Regions from separate parts of the Gossypium hirsutum genome. Here region 1 is linked to region 2. Evidence: chromatin contacts called from public Hi-C data. All regions are on one chromosome and are shown on one strand. Each heading gives the region's core, a stretch centred on a gene start, on an enhancer-like site or on the middle of the called end of the contact. The rest is flanking DNA. Distances are from core to core; before and after follow the strand shown. Region 1 holds the start of LOC107950370 (cytochrome P450 78A7). Region 2 holds the start of LOC107950378 (protein CPR-5).

Region 1 (6,949 bases), core at 3,051-5,550, 200 kb after region 2:
GAAAGCTGTAGGTTATTTTCTCACATAGGTTGGAAAGTTAAAAAGGTAATAAGACAAAATGAACCCTATTTTATATTGGTTTAGGGCATTTGTCTATTTAAAAAACACTATTGTCTCCCTCCTTCCTACTATTTGATTTTATCTATTATTTCAACTTATTCTTCGCAAGCAATTTTTTTCCTTGATTTTAATTTTTATATGCATATTTAATCATCTATATGGTATATTATTTACATAATATATTTATTTTTTATTGTTTTTCTCTTTTCTTTTTAGTGTATTAATTGAAATTTTTAAAAAGAATAAATACATGAATATTGTCTTTTATTTAATAAAGATAAATTCATATATCATCATTATATTTCTAATGAAGTAAACGTGATAATGTAATATTATTAGAATGTTAACCAATACCTCTAAATATATATCAAACATTATAAAATAATTTTCCCGATAATCATATTCCATTGAAATCATAATATAGAAAAGTCACGAGTGTTAAAAAGTATATGTTGTATAGGATGAGAATTCCATTGAGAGGACCACGCATTCTATGCTGTGTATTCATCGAAATGTTATGAGAAAACGTGAAATGTGAGATAAAACGTAATTGGAAGAAATACAGACCGCAATGCGTTTAAAATAAAAATAAAAATAAAAATAGTAATATTTTATTTTAGGGTCTAAATCAAGCACTTCGTATTTTAATATTTTAAGCCACTGCATGAAATGTGCGTGCACCAGAGGCGGTTAAGTCCCCTAGGAATGGCTGATTTCGGAGGCTCTCCGGCGTTATTTGCATTCCCTCTTGCAACTCATCAATTTTTAATTACTCAATTTCATTTCAAAATTCCTCTTAATTATTTGATTTGATACACATTATCCCACTATAAGAAAAATAATTTTTTTAATTACAATATATACTTTTTAAATTTTATTTTATTAAAATTATTTATAAAATTTTACAAATATATTTTTATATTAATTTTATAATTCTTTTTAAATTTGTAAAATTCAAATTTCCTATTTTTCCTAAATTAATTATTTATCCAAACAAAGCAATAACAATTGGTAGCATTTTGAATCGATGAATTCTAAAATACTAGCATTTAAAAATCTAAAAAATTTTAAAATTCTTCATCCAAACAGTTCATAATATTTTAAAGTTCAAATCTCACCAAAATAATATTTTATAAAAAATATTTTTAAAATTAAAAATACAAGAATATCATCTTAAAATTTGTTAATTTATAAAAACAATGAACTTTTAATCATTTCTCAATTAAATTGATCTTTAATTATAATCATAGTCAAAATAATTATATCTCATAAAAATTAGTAATAACTACCTAACTTAGACACATGACACCACAAGAAATTACCTGAGAAGAACCTTCAAATGGCGCTCCACCTCACATCAATCGTTTGATCACTAAGTTAGTGACCAGCCATCCGTGCATCTCACCTTTCACCAAGCCACTTGCTTTTAGTGGAACTCCTAGGGGACCACTAAAGCAAAACAACCTTGTACTACCTCAAAAAAGAAAATGTTAGGGTTGTACCTCGCTTGACGACAACTTACGTAGAGCAGCCTTGTCACTTGATCGACCACACGATCACCATGCTCCGAGTTTGTTAGTGACATGACACTATTGGGAAAGAGACCCTTCCCCTATATATATAGGGTACAAGGAACAATAAAGAAGAGATCTTTTTCCCCATCAATAACCCTAAGCAATATCCTCAGTAATTTACCTTACATCCTTACTTTTTCAAAGCTCCGCCTGTTTAGGTGAACTGGCCTCCTTAACACTATCATGTTCTCTTTCTTATCTCCTCCCTTGTTGAATATTTGTATCAACTTTTCTACAAAATTCTATCCTAATACAATACAATATAATCTCCAGATATTAAACCTTAATTTGAATAATTTTGTACTTGTTTGATTAGATTTGTCGGTTATTGGAATCGCGGACTGTTACCTAACCATTCTTTATTTTTGGGGTCACCATTTGTACGTAACATATGAACTATTAAATTTATGTATATCAGCAGGAAGAAAATTTTTAACTTGATATATGAACTTAATTTCTTTTACTTTTAGTCGTACTTTATAGAATACTTATTTAGAGAACTCCTCAAGAACATAAATTCATTTCTATCACTTAATCATAATTCATACCATATTCTTTTCACAAAAAACCAGTGATGTAGACACCCAAAAACTTTGCTGTTGTTAATATGTACCCAGTAAGACACAACCTTGAATAAATAATAAATAGAGAATGCAAGCAAAACATCAAATTATAATTTAGGAGCCCACGAAAACTCATTCCAATCCCAAAGCCTAAATATCAAATACCTGCAGGAAATTCGTTTACCCACTATACTAAATATACAGTTTCACATAGAAAATCTCAAAAAAACAAAAACAAAAAAGAACACACTAAATAAAACCAAGAACGATGATAACAGTTAAACCCTAGAAAACTAAAACCCTAGGCTAAGGCAAAAGGGTATCCTCTCTTTCCACAGCAATAGCATGCAATGGGAACTTCATCTCACATGACAGCTTCAGGACCTCACTCAAATCGACCGGGTGAGCCACCGAATCTTGAACCCACTTGAAACCTTGCATCAGCTTGGCTACCCACAGTTGGACCGTCACCAGCCCAAGGTTCTTCCCAGGGCAAACCCTGCGCCCAGCCCCAAAGGGTGCGAGCCTCAAGTCACCGCCTCTTACGTCCACCTCAGCTTCCAGGAACCTCTCCGGCTTGAACTCGACCGGGTCTTTCCACACTTTGGGGTCATGGGTTATGGCCCACATGTTCACCATGGCGGTTGTGTTGGCGGGAACCAGCATCCCGTTGCTGAGCTGGACGTCCGACGTGGACAGCCTAGCCCAAGAAAGCAATGGCCCTGGGGGATGGATCCGTAGGGTTTCTTTGACCACCGCCTGAAGGTAAGGTAATTTCGCCACGTCAGCGTCGGTGAGGGTTTTGTTCCTCGTAGCACTGTCAATTTCAAGTTGCAGCTTGGCTTGTACTTCCGGGTGCAATACCAACTCAGCCATGACCCACTCCGTTAACAAAGCAGTCGTATCAGTTCCTCTGAATATCATTTCCTAACCAAAATTCTCCGACTTAACTCAGTATTTGAACATGCAAATAATAATGATCACATAAAAATTAAAATACTACTATGTTGTTACTATTTACTAACCCATAAAACAGCAACCATGTCATCTTCTTGGAGTTTTTCTTCACCGTCAAGAGAGAGCAAAACATCTACAAAATCAGCATTATCAGACAGCATTTTGGACTTACTGAGTTGTCGGTGTTGTTCAATGATGCCTTTGACGAGTTTCCTAACTCGGGGAACGAGTTGCAAGCAACGTTGATTGATACGAAAGGGATCATAAAAGTAACTCAGCCATGGCAAATAATCAGACCAATTAAAAGCCCCAAGTAGTTCAAACCCTTCTCTTACCATATCCCTAAGCTCTTCTAGTTCTTCACTGTCTTTTCTCTGGTCATATCTTCTGCCAAAAACACTCCCCATGATATTGTTCAAAGCAGCAAACTGGAGGTGTTTTCTTAAGCAAACAGAGCCATGAAGCTTCTGTTCGTTCGCAATGTTGCGCAGCATGACAGTACAGTCAAGCTGGCGACCGGGTTCGTGTGCTAAAATGCGCTTGGGTGCAAAAAGGTGGGAGGAAGCTATCCTTCTCAAAAGCCTCCAATGGGTTCCGTTGGGAGCGAACCCTATGGCTCGACTGAACATGAGGCTTTTAGCGGACTGCTTAATGGGTCGGTCAGCAAAGTGAGGGGAAGTTAAGATTTCTCGAGCCGTGTGGGGATCAGAAGCTACGACCACTGGGGTGGAACCTAGGCTAAAAGCCATGAGCTGAGTATTGGCCCTGGACCAAGCCATGGCGGCAAGCGAACGGTGAGCCAAACCACGACTCAAAGTAAAGAGGCTACCAAAAACAGGGAAACCCCTAGGACCAGGAATAGGAAGGGTACCATTTCGGTTCCTTCCATTTTTCCATGCAATCCCACCAACAGCAAATGCCCAAGAAAAAAGGGCAATGGAAAGAAATGCCATAAAGAGGGAAAACAAAACATACCCATCGAACAAATTTTTGGATCCAAAGAAAGCTGGAAGAGTGTAAACCCACCAGCTTGTATCTTTTGAAACCGAACCCAACTCCATTAAAGAACAAAGACTAAAAAAAAGGAAGTAAGATGCTTAACTTTATGCAGAGTAGAAAAAGAAAGAAAGGGGTGGATACTATATATAATATAGAAATATGTTTGGTGATTATTTAAATATGTTAATATAATATTATTATGTAGAAAGCGTTAAAAAAATGGATGTGACATAACGAAAGGAGAGGAAGGAAGGGGGAGAGTTTCACGTGGAGAGAGGAAAACGAAGAGCTCTGTTGCATGAGAGAGAGAAGGGTTGGAAATCTGAGAACGAATTGTGTGGAGGGGGTTGAGGAAGGGACGTTATGACCATATCTGATACATGTTTAACGGTGGGCGCGCATACTATACTATAGACTTTAGTAGAAAGCAATGATTGAGACTGTGAGACCCGAGGGAAAGGAGAGCAATAAATGAGAGACCCCGCCCCCCCCTGAGGTTGAAAACGGCGACCCAATGAACTGAAAGGGAAATAACGCTTAAGGCCGTTCAAGCGTTCGAGTAATATAACGCATTGAGAGCTGTGACGGTTTGAATTTAATGCCTAAGCTTTACAATATATGCAGTCCCGGCCGCAGCCTTTAACATGCATCAGTGGAGAATGAGATGGCTCAAACACATTATATTGAATGCGCTCCCGGTTATTAACTGCAATGCTAAAACCACAAGTTGTATTTTTTTAGTCAAACTCAAGTTCTACGTTGTCGGTAGTGATTAATTTCTTTGCATATAAGTTTTTTTTTTCGAAATCAAAATGTTCACTATTATTTTAGTGATTAATATATTCGTCACAAGTGCTCTTCAAAGAGATAAATGATTGGTTATGAAATATGCTTCATTCGGTAAAAATCGAACTCTCAACCTTATAATTTAGGAATGAGGTAAATCACCACACCACATTTCATGATTAATCAAAAAAATTATATTTTTATCGTCTTTGTAATGTAAAATTTTGCCCCATACTTTGCACATAAACTGTTACTATTATAGACTAATCCTAAACATAAAGCTGGACACTAGTTAATAATTAAAAGATAATATAATTGGCTCTATTAACTCAAGATTTTGTAACTAACATATCAGTGGTCGAAACAAAAATAAAATGTTGAATAAGTACATGTACTAGCATAACTAGTGCATGTATTAAGCTAATTTTTTTAAATAAAATATGATAATAGTATTATTTTTAATTATCAATCATTTTAATTAACATAATATTTTTTATTATTATAAATTAAAGATGATATAGTTATCTTAAAAAACAATTAAAATTTAAATCTATTAACTCAAGATTTTATAACTAACATATCAGTGCTCCAATCTAAACAACCGTTCTATCTTCATTAGTTTTAGGACCTCTCTCCTTTGTATCAAAATGAAGTGTTGAATAAGTACATGTACTAGCATAAATAAAATGTTGAATTAGCACTTGTTCTGACCTAATTTTCATTTGAATAGAATATGGTAGTAGTAAATTTTTTAATTACCAATAATTTTAATTAATATATTAGTTTTTATTCTTGTAAATTTGGAGAAGTAAATAGATGATTAAGGACTCAAACCTTGATATATAATGTCTAAATAAAAATAATTTTACTCTTTTTTATCAACTTGATAAATGATTCTATAGAAAACTTTTGTTAAATGAATGTTATATATAATGTTTAAAATCAAAGCTTCTAAAAAAAAAACAAACAAATACGTGGAGGGTCTATTTTTTTGACATATGTATGTCTTAAAATTTCACAATGTGTTATCAAGTGGATGCCATCAAAATCAAAATAAGTTTGATATATTTTAGGACTCTCATGTTCATTAAACGTAGAGTTTCATTTCATTTGTACTCATTATATCTATGAAAATAAATTTTAGATAAGTATCATAATAATTCCCTATTTTGATTAATAAAATACTATATTTCTTTTACACTTTTTTTTTGTTCTTTCTCTTTATTTTTATAACACGTTACAAGAATAATTGTTTCTTTTTTCACGATTGTTGTTACTTTTTTCTCTTTCAACTGAAAGATTCTTAAGCCAACTATTCAAAATTCCAGAATTTTTCTACCTTAGCGAAGCCTTGAGCTTGCTTCCCCTTATAATATTCTTGCTTTTCTACCTTAGTCATTCATTCGCCCTACGAGAATCTAAACCTTTTTCTTAAATTTCTTTTATAAAACCCTTTTACTGCGGCATATTAGGAGTAAATACAGTTTCAGTTATTAGTTATTGTTAGTTATGATTAGTTATAAAGCTGTTAGTAACGGTAGTTATCAAGGACTTCTCATCTTTGTATTAAATACATGTAACTAGTTTGTGAAGAAATCAATCAAGTATTATTCTCTTTTCTTGAGATTGTTGAATCTTAGCATGGTATCAAGAGCCAAGGTTTTCTTGGTGTAAAAGTTTTTTTTCATGGCTACTAATGCGATTTCAGACAGTGTACCAGCAGTTGACACACCACGTCACTCCTCTAACACTAGGGAGGCTGAGCATTTGCAAGGAAATGACACCTTTTGTGCACCAGCAGTTCACTACTTCTCTAAATATGATACCATCAAACTTGCTTCACACAATTTTCTTTTATGGAAGCATCAGCTTTTGTTGATTCTTGAAGGCTATGGTCTTGAAGGGTTTGTGTTAGGTACCATTCCCTCTCTTCCTCCTCTTGTTATTGGTTCTGAAGGTCAGCAACGTAAAAATCCCGCTTTTCTTGTCCATAGGAAGCAAGTTAAGTTT
Region 2 (6,755 bases), core at 2,665-5,164:
AAACTCTAGATTTCCTCTCCATTATCGAGAACCAGCTGCAAGAAGTGATCTTTCCACTCAAACAGGTATAATTTAATAAATAATGTTAAAAGTACAATGGTTTGATACACGGTCCAAAATGCCTCTTCAACCTCAACTTTCTGTAGGTAAGAGAATACCTGCTGGACGTGACAATCGCAGAGGTACAAAATAGAATGAAGCAAGACGACCTAAAATAATGCTCTAATAAATTACCTCAGAGCCCACAAACTTTTCCGGCTGACAACGATGCAACACTTTGACATCTAGTCCAAAATAATTATTCCATAAGTTGAACAAGAAGCTCACAAGCACTTTAAAATTCGCAGCAGCCAATTCAACTCTCCAAACTCTAGATTTCCTCTCCATTATCGAGAACCAGCTGCAAGAAGTGATCTTTCCACTCAAACAGGCCCGCGAAAGGCATAAGACCGCACAATAAGGGAAGAATGAAAAGCATAATAGAATAGAAGAGTGATCTCCGAATCCAGTATGGAAGAAGTGTGCTGCTTGTCCTTTGTGATATGTTAACAGGTCCATGAAGAATGATGAACAACATGGACGTAAAGACATTTGCGAGGAAATGCAAAAAGCATAGAATCTCCCAGTAGAAGACCCAGTAATATCCATTTCCTCCTAAAGTATCCACACAGAACTTCCCAGCCAAACCACAGACAATTCCTAACAGCAACAGTAAAAAAGTGACTGGCATCGTCTGATTTGAAGTTCCAGATCGTTGTATAAGCAAATAAGCTACTGCAAGAATCAGCATGACCCCGAACATCATTCGGCTTACAACTTGAACCTGGCACTTGAGAGTGTGGAACCCTATATTGAGAGATGACACCTGCTTTGGGATCCACCAAGACTTGCTATCCTGGGAAAAAAACGAAAGCATCATATAAATATTTTTGGAACGTTAAAAGTAACCTTAGAGGGGAAACATCCCAAACAGAAATAATTTATTATGAATGGTCTGATATCATCAGGCACTTAATGTCAAGAGATAATATTCAAACAGATAATTATCTAGAACAGAGGAAAGGAAACAGATGAACGTTGGAGATGTATACATGCATCAAACCTAATGATAAATTATTGCTATCAAAATTTAGAAAGATAAACACCATATGATAAACAGTGGCAGTCTCTGTAAAAATGTTTTCTTACACTCCATTCTAGTCTTTGGCAACTGAACAACCATGTTAATTCCAGAACCACTCATCAATCATTTGCCCCCCCCCCCCAAAACCACATTCTTAATTCCTACAGACCAGAAGGCTACGTAAATTTTCCACATGAAGCTACAGAGTAAGCAACTAGATAATTCACTCAGAAAGCAGCAACCAAAAGAGAAACTTCCATATGGTGTTTTGAGGGATTACTTTTCATGGCTCCACAACCTAGTTAAGGAGATGACCAAACACAAGAATCAATATTAAAAGGCACCTAACCTAATAGTCAAATAAATCAAAAGAAAGGAAAACACTGAGCTTCTATAACACAAGAAAATCAAGGGAGGAAATTGATCAACTGAAGCCAGGAAGAGATCGTCCTTACCTCAAGTGAAAGATTACAAGATGATGTAGCATCAGTAATCCTTTTGTAAGAGTAAACATAAGCACCATACATAAGAAGAAATGACATGATGAGCAATCCAGCAACAAGACAATCGATGCACTTTTTAAGCAACTCAGCCTGTCCTGTGTCTTTTAGTTCGTTCTTGAACTTTTCAGCTTTGAAGGATGCCTTTGATATGCCCATTGCCAATTTTGATCTCTCTAGATGGTTTGAATCAAAGTTTAAAGCTAGCTGTTCCTCTTTCAACTTCAACTTTCTCATAGTAAGACTAAGCTCTAATGTCTTGAGATCATTAGAACGAACTTGCTCTATAACAGATTTCTCGATTGTGCTGCGCACTGACTGGTCGGCAACGGAACCTGTTCTTGGATTGAAGCAAGCCAGTTGATTAACTTGTCCATGAATGACAAGTTCCCGATTCAGGGACCCAGTTTGGATATTCTCCTGTACCTCTTCATGGATATTCAATTGATTCTGAGTTGAAACAGAAGGCCGATCAACATCTGAGTAAGAATCCTTTATGTCAAATGAGTTTCTGCTTCTAGTTTCATCTGAAGAACTTTCCACATTATTGGGGTTTGATGGATGCTTTTCCTTGTGCTTCGATGAGTCATTAATCAATCTAAGAGTCCTCAAGGTGCTTCCAAATGATTTCTCAAAATTCCTCGCAAAACAATCAAACTTGTCTCCAAAAACCTGTAACCAAGTAAACCATAGAAGAAAAAGGCATGTTCTCTATAAGCATCATTGGTGGTGTGATTCCCATAAAAAGGCACGAGGAAACTTAACTTGTAAAATCAGAGTCAGTCTATGAGTCAGCAGTTTAAATCCGGCTTACATTGGCTAAAGATTCTCTGACAGCTGAAGTGCAGATCTGCAAGCATGAAGATTGACCAACTTTTTTAGCAAGCAAGAAACTTTTAACTTCAGTAAAGTAAACCAGCCATCATGAGCATCATGTTAGAGAATTCAGACCATACCAGTGAGAGATAATCAGGAGGCAGCCTTTCATTTGCAACATCTATCTTTTCCAGAACCTATATTTACAAGGATTGATGTCAGCCATAATCAAGCAAAACTAGTGTGAGATCTTTACAAACTGAAGAAAAATGCAAGAATTGCCTTTTAAAAAATGTAGCTTTCTTAAAAAGAATTGGCCATAATTGATGAAGACCAAAACAGAGAAGGGATTTAAACCACCTTGACCCCTCCACTGCATGATAACAAACCAACTAGGCAAGGCAAAGGTTGCTTATTTTAAAGCTATAATCAAAACAGAGAAAATGCGCGCTGCCTTAGCTTTTACCAATAGCCTAGATATAGCTCTATATTGCAACTCAAGCTTCAATGTGCCAGGCAAAAATGAGATACATCAGCCTAGCACTCCCTTTTGCCTGAGGCAATTGCAAACATTAGTGATGCAGTACCTCAGCCATCTATAAAGACTATATCATAAGATATCTTCAAATGGCCAAAACTAAGCATAATCAAAATAATAAATGTGGCATAAACTGTTACAAATTTAAACGTATACGAATCCAAATTCACAACAAACTTAAATATTAGGGGGCAGAGACAATCACAATGTAAAAAAATTAAAACCATTTTTCCAAATTGTTATATAAAAAACGAGAATTTAACTTTAAAAAATCCCCCCCAATAAAAAACCTACGTTTCCACTTCCACCAGAATTCTAAAAATGTCCAGAAAATTCAACTGAATTATCAACAATTCTATCAAATGAGAACCTATACAATACAATTTCCTGACTAGCATTAGGGCTAAAATATTTAAAAGAAAGAAAAGAATGAAACTTGATCGAACCTGAGCAACAACGGCCGCGAAGGACATTCCTAGAGGCAGCGCAATGGAGTCAACGTCACGAACGTCGGCTCGCCGAACTGGACCGAACCGAACCCTAAGATTCCGGCGTTTAGACGACAAACGCATTCCTTTCTGAACAGAAGAGGAATAAGCAGAGCAAGAAGAAGATGAGGGTGCATCTCTGTCAACAGTTTTCCTCCTCTTCTTTCTGATGAGGGGCTTCGAAGATGGAATATGATTATCGAGTGTTGGATTCGAATCATGTTTGTACGGAATAATGGACGCGCACGCAGAGGATCCGTTAGGTTGCAGAGAAAGAGGGGAAGAAGAAGGCGGCATAGCGTCCATTGGGGGAAAACGTACGGAATTTCCAGAAACAGTGCCCTGGGCATAATCAAAAAGGTAGATGTGAGAAACGGCGTTTGAAACGACGCCGTGGGAACATTTGAATTTTCGTCTAACCGTGTTATAGAAGCTGTTTTAACAAATCCATCCAATATTTTTGCTGTCATTCAATTTAAAAGCTAGGATCGGTTCGGTGCCTTGCCTCTTCAATTACTTAAATTATTATTATTTATTTCGTAATTAGCTTTTTTGGACTTCAACATTCACCATTTTTTTAATCCAATTTTTTACGAAAATTTTGATATTCTATCTCAACTTTAGTATAAATCTTTCAATTACTAAATTTCTTCGTAAATATGAAAATGTAAGTTGATAAGTTTAACTTAAGATCTGACATCTATGAATCTCAACTTTTATTAATATCAATGAGTTGAGGTGGGTTTGGATGGGCGATTGGGTGTGGTGCGGTGCGTTTAGTTTACTTTTTGTCTCACGCTACAGTATTTAATTTCACCGCTATCGCTGTTTTTACACCAACTGCAGGTAAGCGCACTGCCCATCCAAACTCACACATAGTTTTATTTATTTAAATAGACTTTAACTTTTATTGGTGTCAAGTTTAGTTTAATATTTTGACTTTTTTTTTCTCTCTAAATATATAAAAGGCAAAACTTTAACTATAAGTTCACTCGTATTGTTACTTCAATGGGAAAAAAGTCCTAAAAGGTTTAAGAAAATTGTTGAGAGCTTGACTCTAGTTATAGATGAAAGCATGAGCATAAAAGACACCTAAAATACTATGTGATTGGAAAATTTTCAAATTTCACTCGTCTAAAACAAAATAGAAAAAAGATGAAAATTTAATTTCTCTACAAATGAAAATATATAAAACAGAACTCCACATCAATTAAAGTTAATATATAAAGCGAAATTCGACATCCATAGGTGTTGAAGTCTAAAGTCAGACTTATTTGCTAACATTCTTTTTCTTGTCCCATAATGCTAAACTTTGAGTCTCGTAAGTATTGAAATACTCTTCCAAATAAATATTTTGAAAAATAACTTTGCCTAAAACCTATTTTAATAAATAATGTTCAAATCTATAATATATATATATAAACCCAACTATCATTTTTTGGATTTAAACTGTTTTTCTAATCAAATAAAAAAAATTACTTTCCAAAACTGTTTGAATGTCAAATTAAAAAGAAATATATATTATTTATATAATTAAAAATTATTATTTTGGTAAGGGAAATAACTAGTGATGAGATTAAGGCTTGTATGTTTGAGCAAGAAAGCAATAAAACCCCAGGACCTGCTTTACTTCTTACTTTTCTAAGACAACTTAAATGATAAAACAATTTTGTTTTAGACATTATCCCCTCAATCAGAGTGCCTTTGTTCATCACTTACAACATTTTGATGGCTCATTCAGAGAGCATTTGATTCACTAAATTGAGATTGTAGGGAGAATGAAACAAGAAACCATCTTTTCTTTAGAGTACCAATACTCAAAGAAAATTTGGGAAAAGGTACTTAATCATTGTTGTATTCAAAAAACTACAATGAATTGGTAGCAAGTGCTTTGTTGGCTATGCTAATCTTTTCAAGTCAATGAGGTTGTTATTTTGGGTTATATTCAGGACACTGTACAAGCTCCATTGTGGGGGAAGAGTGTTAATAGAGTGGATGATGTTAATATGCAATAGGTTGTTAATAACTGGGGTCACTCCGGAGGGTTTGGATAAAAATATAAATTTGTAAAATGAGTTTGGGTAAATAAAAAAAAAGATCTGTTTAGAAAATGAATCGAACCTCGGGGAAGATTTTTTTGTTACTATTTTAGAGACATTTGGTTGTTAAGTTTTAAGGATAAAGATTTTTTAAATTTATTTTCAATTTGGTGGGAACTTTATTTTAAGGTTTTTGATGTATTATATAGTTTAATTTATTTATATAAAAAATAAAATAATTAATACGGGGCCGAGCCCAGGTTTAGCATCTATAATCCAGATCAGGTTTGGACAAAAAATTAAGTCTATTTTTCAAGTCGGGCTCATGCCTATCGAACGGGTCTAGAATTTTATTTGGTCTCAACCCGACCCATGAATTGGTCTAGATAGGAGTCTACTAATTATTATAGAGAATTCATTCAATTGTTCTAATTTTATTTTTTTAAATTAAATTATTTTAATTACTTATTATGGCAAAAAAAAGAATCTTAAACACTTTTACCTTTGCTTTTGATTTTGTAATCAATTTATTCAATAAAATTTCTAGAATAAATTTTATTATGAAACATAAAATTGAATGATGATTACATTCCAACCAACTCTGAGACATGAAACGGAGAGATAAATTATAGGATCTCTCCTTTAATTCCTACCGATTTCTAATATTTAATAGTATAAATTATATTTAATTTTTATAATTTATTAAACATATTTTATAATTTAAATTCAATATTTAATTTTTCAAATTATCTTAATTGTTTATAGATTAAAAGGGAAATATGAAAATGTTATAATAAAGCTGATAATAGCAAAATTAGTTGAGAAAAAGAGAAGAGGAGATTTTGTCTAACAAAAGAAGGGCAAATAATTTCTCAAACTGCCCTAAACCAACTCCATTTACTGACCCTAAAATTTCTGCTTCCCATTTGGGCATCCCAATCTCATGTTAGAATTCATCTTTCTAACTCCAAACTCTCACCAACTTTCGTTTTTATATAAAATGAAAAGCTAAAACTCAGATTCTATACCAACTAATTAACTCTGCATTTCAACATTAACTTTATTAACAAAACTTCTAATAAACCTTTAAATACAGTCATTCCATAGTTAATCAAAATTAAACAAAGAAAAATTAACTTCAACTTATATATAATTATATATATATTTGTATCTTTGGAGTTTTCAAACTACTACCAGTCAACCCTGTGAAAATGGGCTGCCATGGTTCTATTACCATTTCCATCACCATTT

Evidence for each region. A called contact is a pair of places that touch in the nucleus more often than the background predicts.
Region 1: a contact with region 2 is called in a Hi-C map of leaf, with 1.6 times the contacts expected there. The contact joins the promoter of LOC107950370 here to the promoter of LOC107950378 in region 2. A contact is called at or near these places in 2 of 34 Hi-C or Micro-C datasets (leaf and an unstated tissue).

Annotation. Positions count from the first base shown.
Region 1 is chrD03:6,658,641-6,665,589 of Gossypium_hirsutum_v2.1, forward strand. LOC107950370 (cytochrome P450 78A7) reads right to left here and starts at 4,301. Exons shown (of 2, transcript XM_016885210.2): 1 at 3,223-4,301; 2 at 2,287-3,124. The coding sequence starts at 4,215. The coding sequence ends at 2,504.
Region 2 is chrD03:6,455,950-6,462,704 of Gossypium_hirsutum_v2.1, forward strand. It overlaps LOC107950378 (protein CPR-5), which reads right to left and starts at 3,915. Exons shown (of 6, transcript XR_005911117.1): 1 at 3,424-3,915; 2 at 2,580-2,636; 3 at 2,438-2,473; 4 at 1,579-2,295; 5 at 235-895; 6 at 1-35. LOC107950379 (nuclear transcription factor Y subunit B-3) reads right to left here. Exons shown (of 1, transcript XM_016885226.2): 1 at 6,540-6,755. The coding sequence ends at 6,695.